Regions from separate parts of the Danio rerio genome. Here regions 1 and 3 are each linked to region 2. The links are chromatin contacts, called in public Hi-C and HiChIP or PLAC-seq maps. All regions are on one chromosome and are shown on one strand. The core of a region is the stretch at or near the end of the contact, and the rest is flanking DNA. Distances in the headings are between cores, read along the strand shown. Region 1 holds the start of ciroz (ciliated left-right organizer protein containing ZP-N domains). Region 2 holds the start of ube4b (ubiquitination factor E4B, UFD2 homolog (S. cerevisiae)). Region 3 holds the start of pgd (phosphogluconate dehydrogenase).

The links. Hi-C and Micro-C count contacts between places; a contact is called where the count stands out from the background. HiChIP or PLAC-seq counts read pairs in DNA pulled down with a chosen protein or histone mark.
Region 1: a Hi-C map of hematopoietic stem cells shows a contact between it and region 2, with 2.3 times the contacts expected there. The contact joins the promoter of ciroz here to the promoter of ube4b in region 2. A contact is called at or near these places in 1 of 18 Hi-C or Micro-C datasets (hematopoietic stem cells) and 1 of 4 datasets of contacts at active chromatin or transcription factors (embryo).
Region 3: a contact with region 2 is called in an H3K4me3 HiChIP or PLAC-seq map of embryo, with 2.4 times the contacts expected there. The contact joins the promoter of pgd here to the promoter of ube4b in region 2. A contact is called at or near these places in 1 of 18 Hi-C or Micro-C datasets (caudal fin) and 1 of 4 datasets of contacts at active chromatin or transcription factors (embryo).

What each region holds. Positions count from the first base shown.
Region 1 is chr23:32,296,208-32,300,398 of GRCz12tu, reverse strand. ciroz (ciliated left-right organizer protein containing ZP-N domains) reads left to right here and starts at 2,620. Exons shown (of 12, transcript XM_073939122.1): 1 at 2,620-2,680. tardbpa (TAR DNA binding protein a) reads right to left here and starts at 2,573. Exons shown (of 7, transcript NM_198364.2): 1 at 1,939-2,573; 2 at 1,648-1,811; 3 at 631-771; 4 at 278-463; 5 at 115-199. The coding sequence starts at 2,179.
Region 2 is chr23:32,491,834-32,495,904 of GRCz12tu, reverse strand. It overlaps ube4b (ubiquitination factor E4B, UFD2 homolog (S. cerevisiae)), which reads left to right and starts at 2,006. Exons shown (of 27, transcript NM_194362.2): 1 at 2,006-2,311. The coding sequence starts at 2,288. nmnat1-rbp7a (nmnat1-rbp7a readthrough) reads left to right here. Exons shown (of 7, transcript NM_001017629.2): 6 at 323-424; 7 at 519-1,127. The coding sequence ends at 572. rbp7a (retinol binding protein 7a, cellular) reads left to right here. Exons shown (of 4, transcript NM_001328329.1): 3 at 323-424; 4 at 519-1,127. The coding sequence ends at 572.
Region 3 is chr23:32,332,856-32,336,985 of GRCz12tu, reverse strand. pgd (phosphogluconate dehydrogenase) reads left to right here and starts at 2,499. Exons shown (of 12, transcript NM_213453.2): 1 at 2,499-2,609; 2 at 2,921-2,996; 3 at 3,077-3,256; 4 at 3,333-3,398; 5 at 3,481-3,599; 6 at 4,080-4,130. The coding sequence starts at 2,518. It overlaps kif1b (kinesin family member 1B), which reads left to right. Exons shown (of 47, transcript NM_194382.3): 47 at 1-802.

The DNA.
Region 1 (4,191 bases), core at 1,371-3,870, 200 kb after region 2:
TAGCTGGATTCAGGTTTAGGGCCCCAAAATTAACATTGCTGTTTGGACTGCGACTACTGCCAAAGCCCTGCCCCCCATACCCCCCAAAACGCCCACGATCCATCATTTGCCTACTATTATTGTGCTTAGGCTCAGCATTGGAGATGTGCACGCTGGTTCCTTTAATGATCAGGTCCTCGCCGCACAGAGACTGGGCAACCTGGAGGAAAACAAGCATGCGTTAATATAGGAAGAGAACATTGCAAAATTAAGACAGCAAAAGATACAGAAAACTGACCTGATCGTCTGCGAAGGTGACGAAGGCAAAAGCGCGGAAGGGTTTGGGGATGAATACATCTGTGACTTCGCCATACTGCATAAAAAACTGTCTGAGCTCATCTGCTGTCATGTCCTCAGTGCAGCGTCCCACAAACACTTTCCTGCTTCTCATAGGCTCATCAGGGCCAGCCTGTTCCAGGAAATACTAGATCATTTAATAGAAAACAGAGTCTACTCATGCATCCTTACAACATCAGAAGCATGATAAAACTATTAAAAGATGATCTGTTCATGTTGAAATGTAATTTGTAATGTGTACATCAAAACAGTAAATGTTTGTGTTATTTTGTTGCATTAGTGTTGCTCACGTACCTTTGAGTTGGGAAGTTTGCAGTCGCACCATCTTCCATCGATCATATGCCGCTGGGACATGACTTTTATTTGTGTTTCATAGTCAGTAAATCTTACAAAACCGAATCCTTTGGAATTTCCACTCTTGGCATCCCTTTTCACCTAAAAAAAAAACAAAACAAGTAATGGTCAATGTAACAGCTACCAATTACAAATGTATCACTAAATTAGAGGCATAGCTCAACTACAAATTTGATCTGCTAATAATGTGCCCTCAAGTCACCCAAAATATAGTTGTTTTTCTCATTAGGATTTTTTTTCCATTAGCACACAAGTTAGTTGAGACCGGTCCTTATTGATTCAGACAATTTTAGAATGAAGATTTTTTTTATTTTTTTTTTATCTAATACCTGTGGCTCCTGACGATACGTTTTGGGGGAGCAAAACAACTGGTCTGTGCAAGAGATATTTTACAGCATAATTGCCTTTAATCCACAGCCACTTACATTTGAGTCTGTGCCCATGCATTCATTATGCAACAAAATGCTTGTGACTGTTATGAATGCATTTAGGGCCATTTGCAGTGGCTGCATCAATAATATTCAGCAGTTACACTTTATAAAGCCACATACCTATTACTTTTTTTTGTTTTGCATGTTTTTCACCGTTGATTTGACATACTGTTGACTTTTTTTATTAACATTTTAACTATTGCTAAATTAAATTGAGCAACAGATACTGATCAAAACTTGTCACCACATACAAAAACAAAACATGCTCAATACTACTCGAAGGTGATGGCCAAGTGAACTTTTTTTGTTTGCCTTTGTAGTGATCTTGATGTAGGCCTAGATTTTAGGCCATTGTCTGTGCTCTAGATTTCAATTAATGTGTTACAAGTATTAAAGTCACACCATTTTGTTTATCTTTTTCAATGTAATTGATTTTGGCAAAAGAAAAATATAAATAATATGTGATATTTCATACCTTTTCAAAAAAAAAAAAAAAAAAACAACAACAAAGTTTGCTTATACTAACCTGCACCATGATCACCTCTCCAAAAGTGCCGAAATAATCTTTAAGGTCTTGCTCTGTTGTTTTCCATGGCAGCCCAAGCACAATCAAATCTGATGTCTTCTGGATGCCCCTCTTGATCTTCACCGCCGATGCGGCATCCATTTCATCCATCTTCCTCTTGTTATCTGAAAAGTGCATTCATTCAGTGATTGCAATAATAAGCAGGTCGAACCCATTATGATTGAGATAATAATAACCCATAATTAATTGATTTGCATCAATACAATTAAAATCTAGCAAATCTAACAATACCTTTTGGATAATTAACCACGTACACCAGATTGCCCCAGTCTGCTTCTGGTGCATGAAGAACCCCCTCCACTAGTCGGACCCCTCTCATGCACTGGGACACGGGGCTTCGGTATCTTAGGCCGCAGGCACCGGGAAACTGCGCGGCGACGGTGGAGAGCAGCACGGTGCCGTCCTCTTCGGACGGAATCTCCATCGGCTCCTCGTTTTCATCCTCCGCCACACGAATATAGCACTCCGTCATGATTACACCGAATGCGCGAGCTGTGCTAACTGTTTCCAACTCGATCAATAATTCAGCACTAAGGCAACAAACGGAGCCGAAACAGAAATTAGTACACCAAAACGACTTAATAAACACACTTGGCAACCAATTAGTTGGCTACACGAGTTGTGGCTATTGTTTACGTGCGACTGTTAGATAACGCGGGGTGCCATTAGCTGAGCTAAGCTAGTTGCTAACCGCGCGCACGCTAGAAATGAATGGGATGTCGCGACGCACCCTTTCCCGCCAGAAAATACGCTAAGCAAATATCACCTCATCGATTGTACCTGATTATCGACCGAATGTGCACAAAACAAGTAATTTAAAGTAATTACACAAAGAAAGCTCGTGGACTATTGCATCCAGTTTCTGCTCCGACCCCCTAAACTGATAAAATGGCCGCCCTGATGCGTCACTGAAGGAATGACGTCATCACTTTGGAGCGTCTCACCACAGCACATGGAGGGGTTTGGAAATGTAGTACGTTAACTTTTCAGTCGCAAAACGTAATTTGTTGTACACTTGGTCATTTGGTGTGGTTCTACTGTGTTAATTCATTTTCACGATAGACCGGTCGGGTTGTAATTTGTATTTAAAGTGGCTAAAAGAAATGTTGAAATAAAAGAATCCACTGGAGTATTGAAAGCTGGTTGAAAGCCTCTCATATCGCGCGGCCTTACAGGCCTTACAGGTTCGTTACATCAGGCCTAGAACAGACAAAAGCGCTGTAAAACAATAGCTTTAAAGACAAAGGCCCAAAACTACCTTGCAACCAAGTTAAATGTTTGTTCATATAGCATAAAAAATTAAAATGTAATAACCCTTTATTGTTTTCTCGAGCGTAAAAATGTGTACCGTTCAGTATTCCTTACCTTCAAGGAGTATAATGATGATCACCGAACAAAGAAGTCATATTTTAACCACAAAACAGAACAAAATTTATGTTTTTGTTTAAGTTTCTTGCTTAGTCCAGCTTCAAACGCACAATGCATCTTAAAACACTCATTCTTTGTCATTTTAAGTATTTCTTATTTACACTTATCAATCTAAACTCAGGCCTTCACTGTTTTACTGTTTTGTCATCAAGGCAATCATTTAAACTTTGATCACGTTTTCGATCACTGTGCACTTTTGTTATTTTAATTTACTTGACCTATTCGTTTTTAGTAACTAACAGATCAGATTATTCAATTGATCTTTACAGCTATATAGCGCTTTTACTATGTAGATTGTCTCAAAGCAGCTTAACATAGAAATTCTAGTAAACTGAAACTGTCAGTTCAGGGTAAGTTCAGTGTTTAAGTTTAGTTTTGTTCAGTTGGTTTAATATTCACTGCTGAAAGTCTTAACTGAAGAGAAAATCCAGTGATGCACATCCACATCATTATGTTTTTCATATCAATAGCTACAGTTTTTACACTGAATGCAGAGGAAGCTGTATGCCAAATAATTTGGCCTTCTTTAAGATTTGTGTCATTAAGTAGGCTTATGGGGAAAATAATCTCTATTTTAATGTTACTAGACTTTACTTGATGACTTTTGTTAAGCAGTCGGATCCATTTTATCATTAAAGGCAAAATAATCAGTGATTGAACAACAAGGTATACTAACTTTTTTGATCACTAGCCTATGTACTTTGGTAGTTTAATTTACTTTGTTTTTAGTAGTATCAGTTTTTTAGTAACTACAGATCAGATTATGTTGATTTTTCATTTCAACAGCTATATATTTTTACGCTCAATGCAGATGGAACTTTATAATACAAAATTTGGCATTCATTAAGATTTGTGTCTTAAGAAGGCTTATGGGGAAAAATAATCACTGTTGTAATGTTATCACTTTCAGTGTCAGTCCACCAATATTATACAAAAAGATCACAATTAGGGCTACATAAAGGTTTTAAACCTTGCATTTCACTAGATAACAGTAGTTAAGAAGCCAAATCCATTTTATTATTGAAGGCAAATGAATCGGTGAATGAACAACAGGAA
Region 2 (4,071 bases), core at 757-3,256:
AAATGAAATTGTTTATGTTTTTGCTATAATATGTTCATTATGAAACGTTAAAAATTATACTGCGTCATTAATTAAAATATTTAAAGCAACGTTTTTTTTTATTATTTTTAAATATTAGCAATTAAATTAGAAAATTGCCCATGGCAAATTTATTGTAATACAGTTTGGCATATTCCCTCAATCAAGTTTGTTTTTTTGGCCCTTTATAAGAAAAAGTTTGGGCACCCCTGATCTAGATATTCATGACATTTATAAATATTTAATGAGAGTACAACATTAGGCATGCACTAGTTTGAAATTAAACACAAATCTGTTTGTCTAGTCTGCGGTGTCATGGGAGGGGAACAAGCTGGTTTGTGTTCAGAAGGGTGAGAAGAAGAACAGAGGCTGGGCACACTGGATTGAGGATGACAAACTTCATTTGGTAAGTGTGGAATGAAACATCTTGCTCTGTAAACATTAATAAAATGATTTTATGAATCACCACACTAACAATTACACCTGTCAACCTTTACCAGGAGTTGCACTGTGAAGATCAAGTCTGCAAGCAAGTGTTCAAGCGGGTGATCTGAGGTCCTGCTGCTGCTGCAGATGCTTAAAAAGTGCACTGGTGTAAACAACGTTTACGCTTCAGAGTCAGAGTAATATGAGGCGAGGGGGGAAATTAAAAGTTTCAACTTGTGCCTCAAAACCTGACTAGCGGCGGCCTGCACACTGAAGCTGAATGTGTTTAGGAGCAGGATTTGAAGTGCTTTTCCGTTAGAGGGCGCTATAAGACCAAGAACAAACAGACTCACGTCAACAGTAGTTTACCCACAGGAAACACTGCATGTTGACAGAAGTTGTGACACTATTGCCTAATCATGTTTACATGTAATACAAGAGCCGCAGTCACAAACATATAGAGTTATTCTATCACCAGGATCTGTCTAATAAAAGAACAAGCATCTTTTGAATATGAATTTTGTAAGACACTTTTTGTTTATTGTTTGTTAAGCTTTACTTTTGGTTAAGGCATAGTCTATGATGCCTACATATACATGTTGTTAATTTGATTACTTGAAATCTTTTTTTTTTTTACTGTATTTGAAAGCCTATTATTGTGCAATAAATTTTGAAACAAGTTATAATGTACTTTGTATTTTATGAACTAACAACCTACTCTGGTTTGCATTGTCTTTGTCATAAGGAGCCTTTGCTGTCAACAAATAATAATAATAATAATAATAATAAAGTTATTGTTATCGCTAATATTAATTATAGTAATAATAAATATTAATTGCCTTATAAGCAGTTTAATAATCCATATATATAGTAATATCTCTATAATTTTGGCTAGATTTACATTTTTTTGGCACAATGAAGATATTAACTTAAAGCTTCCTATAACATATAAACATTCTTTTGTGAACAACTACAAAGCTACATAGATTCAATTTTTAGGAAAGAAATAATAGCAATAATACTTGAACCTAGTTAGAATTTGTCTCCACAAATCAGGCAATGCTGATTTGCTCTTTTTCTATGATGTGGTAGTTTAATATGTATGTATTTATTTATTTTTATATAATTTAAGTCACATTAAAAATATACTTTGAAAAAAGTCTAGTCAATTCAAATAACATTAAATAGTTTAAAATATTTTATGAATGGTTAGTGGCATCTTTATCAAGTGAATGGCCAATAATGTTTTAAAAATAAATAACAATAAAATGTAAAAAAAAAAAAATAATAATAATAATAAAATGTAAAAAAAGGAATTTGAGTTAAAACGATACAGCTGGCAAACCCGAATGTCACAACAGCGGATTTGTTGATTTTTATTTCTTTAGTTGTGAATAGAATTGATGTTATAAAATTGCTATCAAGCTATACAAATATCCCAACATCATATATGCGTCGTCATGTATTTAACCTAATTAGACTTAGTTTTGAGAAAAACAAGTCTCTTGGGGTCGCCTCAGCGGTGAAATCAGTTTCCTGAACTGCCGCAGCCTGAAATGTGTCGATCTCGCGTCACGTGACCCCAGATCCAAAATGGCCGCGTCGGTGTTTTGACGATTAATACTTTTGTGTTTGTTTCATTCTTAACAGAAACCGAAGATAACGCTTTGCGATCGAAGAAAAGCAACCACGCGTGTTTGATGTTTTAATATAAGGATTTAAATTAGACAATCACAGCTCACTGATATATGTTTTATGGTTCAGACTATGCACTTTTGGTGTTTATAAGGAAGCTAGCTGACTGGCTAGCAACATAATTAAGCTGAAAATTAAAAGAAAGGCAATGGAGCAGCTCAGTCCTGAAGAGGTAAGGCTATTTTCAAACAGTTTGATGTATTTACAGTCGAAACTGACCATACGATGGCATGACTGTTAAGTTTTTGTGCTATATTAAAGGCTTATTGGCTTGTCATTGTCACCCTTTTCAATCGCTGTAATGATGGGATAAGCTAACAGGACACAGGCTAATCAACAGCTCAGCATGTCCAGATTAATTTAATTTTGAATAGAAAAATGAGGTTATGTTGTGAATCTTCATTTCGGACCACTTACTTGCCGTCGTAGAAGCGAAATTAAACGAGAATATGGTTATTTCCAGTCAGCCCGGTAGCATGTCATAAATTTGCCAAACTGGATCTACCACAAGCCTCGGTCATCCTTGTCCTTATTTTTTTTAATTTTCACAATCAGAATGCAATCTTTATCGTTTTTCAGTTGCTAACCAATTGGCAAGTTAAAATTTCTTTTGTGAAGCTTTTCTTCACTGGGAATCCAAAATGGCTGAAAGACTGTCGTTCGAAGAAATAAAATTATTTTGAACCAGATATTTGAGTAGTTCAACTTACATTCGTAATTGAACCTTCAGTTATTGAGCTTTGTCGATAGTACGTGTTTGGTTAAATGGCCAAACACGTACTGTCGTTTAGAAACTAAAATCATGCGCAACAAGCTTTTTTGTCAGGCGTCAGGTCAGTGAATTAATCCTGGGGTCCTCTATAAAAAGCTTAAATCCATTCGTTTTACTTGAAGACAAACGTAATGTTTTATGACAGCCAGTTGTAATAAGTTAATTTTTACCTATAAAACGAACAGTATTCGTATTTTTGGGCACTGTTGTGTGACACTGGTTGCTGTTTGACACTGGTGTGTATTTACAGTCAGGGCTTTGTGTTTTGTTGGACTGCTGTAAATGAAGACCAAACTTAGCCCAGCTCAAAAATATCCTTAACCAGTTTATGTTTGAGTGCTGTTTGGGCTGTTTTTTTTGTGTGTGTTTTTGTGCCGGCTATGTTATGAGACCTGTAAGCCACATTAATCCAGATTTTATTTGTATCAATACACTAAAAACAAGCATTTGTTAAACAATGATGCATTGCTAAATACAATAGCCCTTATATAATATAGGTCAAACTAGAGATGTAACAATACAGTATGAACAATTTATATTACAGTTACTGTGGCCAAAATGATTATGGTTATCAATATTATCTGTTGATGATATTGAGTTATGATATGAGTTGAAAAATAATTGATACCCACACTTTTAAAATGAACAAATAAAACAAACAAAATTAGCAGCTTTATGTAAGTTAGTTAACATGCATTCCTAATTGGTAAAAGTTTTCTTTTTTTTTTGCTAATTTTAATGAACGGTACTTTAAATAAGTTAATCAAATGTACTTATTAAAATAACACCAGTAAAATAGTGTTCATGCAATAATATAATCTGTTCTGTGCATTTTCTTTAATACACAACACTCATCAGTATCTCATTTAACACCGTGTACATGCTCTATCACTGTATTCAAATTCAGCTTGTTGCAATGGGTTTTATTAAAATATTGAATCAGAGGACTTGAGTAATAAGATAATAAACATTTCTTACAACATCTTATCACCCGTATTTATTTTATTATTTTTTGATGAATGCGAGTAATTTGAGTACAATAATTGTATATTATCCTAATATCACCCCTTTACTTTAGAATAAGATTAATCTTTATTAGAAGTGAGAAAATATACCATTTTAAATAATATAACATGATGTGCCTGTGTCAAACTAATGCT
Region 3 (4,130 bases), core at 1,250-3,749, 160 kb after region 2:
TGAATTTCCATTAACTGTATTTATTGTTTTGCAATGTATATATTAGTTTGCAGCTCTTTGCACATAATATGCGTTTATACAAACTAACAACAGAACAAATAAAGCTTGAATTATGTTTTTTGTTTTCTGGAATGGAAACCAAATGGAGTGTGGTGTTTATGGAAATGGACTTTGAATGTATTTTGAGTTCCACTAAATGCATGAATTATCTGATGAGATATGACAAATATAGGGACTGACATGTTGCTGTGCTTCTTATTTCTTGAAATAGGAAATGGATGATGTTACATGGGCACTTTTTCCACATTTAGTCTAGAGTTGCGATGAGGCTTGTGCGTTTTAATTTCTAACATCAGGGAATATGTTTTCTAAAAATATAGCATTGTTTTACTGGCACGGTCATTTCTCTCTTTCTTTTTTTCCGCTCACTCATGCATTTTTTTCTCCCATGCTGCCTTTGAAGCAACCCTGGCATTACTGTATCACCTCACGTTTCCAGATGAACATCGTTCCCTCTCATTGTGATGAAACGACAGAAACAGTTTAGCTGTGGCATTAACACTGTACATTATTTGTCAGATTGGCTTCATTTTCATACTTATTTTGTAAATATTTCATGTTGTATGGAACTTGGATTAAAATGTAAATATGTCTCCTGTATTTGTAATAATTATAATCCATTCGCTGTATAGCCTAGACGTGTAATGCATATATCTTAATTCTGTGTATGGTAATCTTGCACCATTGACCTGTTTAGTGAATGAGGTAAAAAAATAAAATTACAACCAGTGCATTAGACAGAGGGCAGATCTCTTTTTGTGTCGTTCTTTCTCCTTACTCGACACTTGCGTTATGTTTATGATGCATTATATAATGTTAGTGTTTAAAGGTTTAATTGGTGACTTTGCCTATTTATTATTTTTTTTTTACTTTTCTAAATTGATATTGCTAGTAACTGTCAGATTTTTTTTATTTATGTATATGGAAATACTGGACAGTTAATTAGGTACACCTTACTAGACCCCCTTTTGCCTGCAGAACTGCCTTAATCCTCTGTGGCATCGATTCAACCATATTGACATGATGGCATCACATAGTTGCTGCAGATCTGTTTGCTGCACATCCATAATGCTAATCTCCCGTTTTACCACATCACAAAGATACTGTATTGGATTGAGATTTGGTGACTGTGGAGGCCATTTCAGCACAGTAAACTCATTGTCCTGTTCAAGAAACCAGCCTGAGATTATTCGTGCTTTATGACATGGTGCATTATCCTTCTGGAAGTAGCCATCAGAAGATGGGTACACTGTGGTCATAAAGGGATGGATATGGTCAGCAACAATACTCAGGCTGTGGCGTTGACAGGATGCTCAATCTTGTGCCAAGAATATATCCCCCACATCATTACACCACCACCACCAGCCAGAACCGTTGATACAAGTCAGGATGGATCCATGCTTTCATATTGCTGATTCCTAATTTTGACCCTATCATCCAAATGTCGCTGCTGCTATAGCCTATCCGCCTCAACAAGGTTCAATGTGTTGCGCATTCAGAGATGCTCTTCTGTATAATTGGTTCTAACAAATGGTTATTTGAATTACTGTTGCCTTTCTATAAACTGGAACCACTCTGGCCATTCTCCTCTGACCTCCTGTGCCCACAGATCTGCCGCTCACTGGACATTTTCTCTTTTCTGGACCATTCTCTGTAAACCCGAGAGATGGTTGCGCGTGAAAATCCCACTAGATCAGCAGTTTCTGAAATACCCAGTCCAGCCCGTCTGACACAAACAAACATGCTATATGCTATGTTCAAAGTTACTTAAATCCCCATTCTTCCTCATTCTGGTGCTCACTATGAAGTGCAGCAGATCGTCTTGACCATGTCTACATGCCTAAATGCGTTGAGTGGCTGACGTGATTGGCTGATCAGAAATTTGCGTCGAGCAGTTGGACAGGTGTACCTAATAAAGTGGCCGGTGAGTGTAAATAAATGAAACATCATATTTGGGTGTTTATATCTAATTAAATGTGTTTGTAGTGAAAGATATGACCTTCAGACCTTACTAAAGTACAACTAGCCTAATATTAAAATTGTACTCAACCCATAACTTACCTAATAAATCTAATCGACTGTCGTTATCTATTCATGTAGTAATCCGTTTAATAATTAATTATTTTGATGAAACTTAATATATGTTACACATTATCACAGTGAAGCAATCCTTCTTTCAAAAGCAAACCAATGTCCCAATTCACCTCATGGAAAGTCTAATTCCTCGTTTACTATGCTGCCAAACACTCCTCTCGTACAGACAGCTACTGTCAAAGCACAGTGGGCGGGGCACATACGGGGGGTGGAACAGGAGCTTACAGCAAATGACCGGACTCCAATCTCTGCTCAGAGAGCCTCCGCCTATCACAGCCGGAGATAGGGATGACGCCACGAGCACACTCATCCGTCAGGCGTGTTCATTGGGAGCTGGTGCAGTGCTGCTCCACAAGGCCGTGAATGAGGAAGTTCAGCAGAGACCGAATAACAGCAGTCAAAACCCTCATCGAAACTCTCATTTTTGAACGGAACCAAACTTCAACAATGGCTCAGTAAGTATGAATTTTGCGTCTGAGATGCTGAGTAGTGAAATGTCCAACTTCTTTATCACCTTTGACTTTGTATATTCAACTTAAATGCAATGTAATCTGCTTATTGCACGTAATCAGCATTGACTGTCTCTATTCTGAACTGTCTACTTAATATCTAGCACCTTTTCTCTATGCTCGGACACAGATTTAATGTTGAAGTCTCTTTAAAGTCACCCAGCCAGACTGACGTTTGACCTACTCATGATTTCTTGTAATTTGCACTCTGTAATTAAATATAATCAGTGTTCATTCTGTTAATAATGTCTCCACAGAGCAGATATTGCTCTCATTGGTCTAGCTGTGATGGGTCAGAATCTGATCCTGAACATGAATGACCATGGATTTGTGGTAAGTCACATCAGTGCATTTGCATTTCTCCATGATTTTAACATGTTTAAGATGTTATAACAGTTGTCATTTTTATTTAGGTCTGTGCATTCAACAGAACCGTCTCCAAAGTCCATGACTTCTTAAACAATGAAGCCAAAGGCACTAAGGTGATCGGGGCCGAATCCCTTAAAGACATGGTGTCAAAACTCAAAAAACCTTGCCGCATCATCCTGCTGGTCAAGGCAGGACAGGCTGTTGATGACTTCATCGATAAACTGGTAAATATCACCATGAAATGATAGTCCTAGTTTGTTGTGAGTGACTCAGAAGTTGTCTATATGCTTTATGTTGTAGGTTCCTCTTCTTGAGCCTGGAGACATCATCATTGATGGTGGAAATTCAGAGTACAGAGATACAACGGTGAGTTTGGCCATCTAAAATGAGACCTAAAACAGTTTTCATCATCATGTCGAATCTCAATATTACTGGTCTTCACATATAGAGACGTTGTAAGAGCCTGAAGGAGAAGAATCTTCTGTTTGTGGGTAGTGGAGTAAGTGGAGGAGAAGATGGGGCACGTTACGGACCCTCGCTGATGCCCGGAGGACATAAAGATGCCTGGTGAGGATAAGTGTGTATTAAATGGGGAAAAAAAAAAAAAAAAAAAAATATATATATATATATATATATATATAAATATAAATATGGACTATCTGGACTACCAAGTTTGGCATAATTTATTTGTTTTTGTCAGTAATCTTCTGAAATATTATTTAAACTAAAAATAGTTTAAATTTAATTAATAATGTAATTTTATGCCTGTGACTCAAGGCTGAATTTTAAGCATCGTTACTCGCGACACAATTCAGAAATTATTTGAATATTCAGATTTTGTACTCAAGTAGTACAATCACTACTCCAAACAACTGCACTTTTAATATTTAAATCAGTCTTATGTGGGATTCATTTCATAAATATATAGTTAAAAAAACATCATGTAATTTAAAACGGCTAAAACTTTTTAATACTTTTAAATTAATTGATTATTAAGTGTATTTATGCGTGCACTGCTTGACAGTTTATTTGATTTTGTTTCTTCAGGCCACACTTAAAAGACATTTTTCAGAGCATTGCTGCCAAAGTGGGCACCGG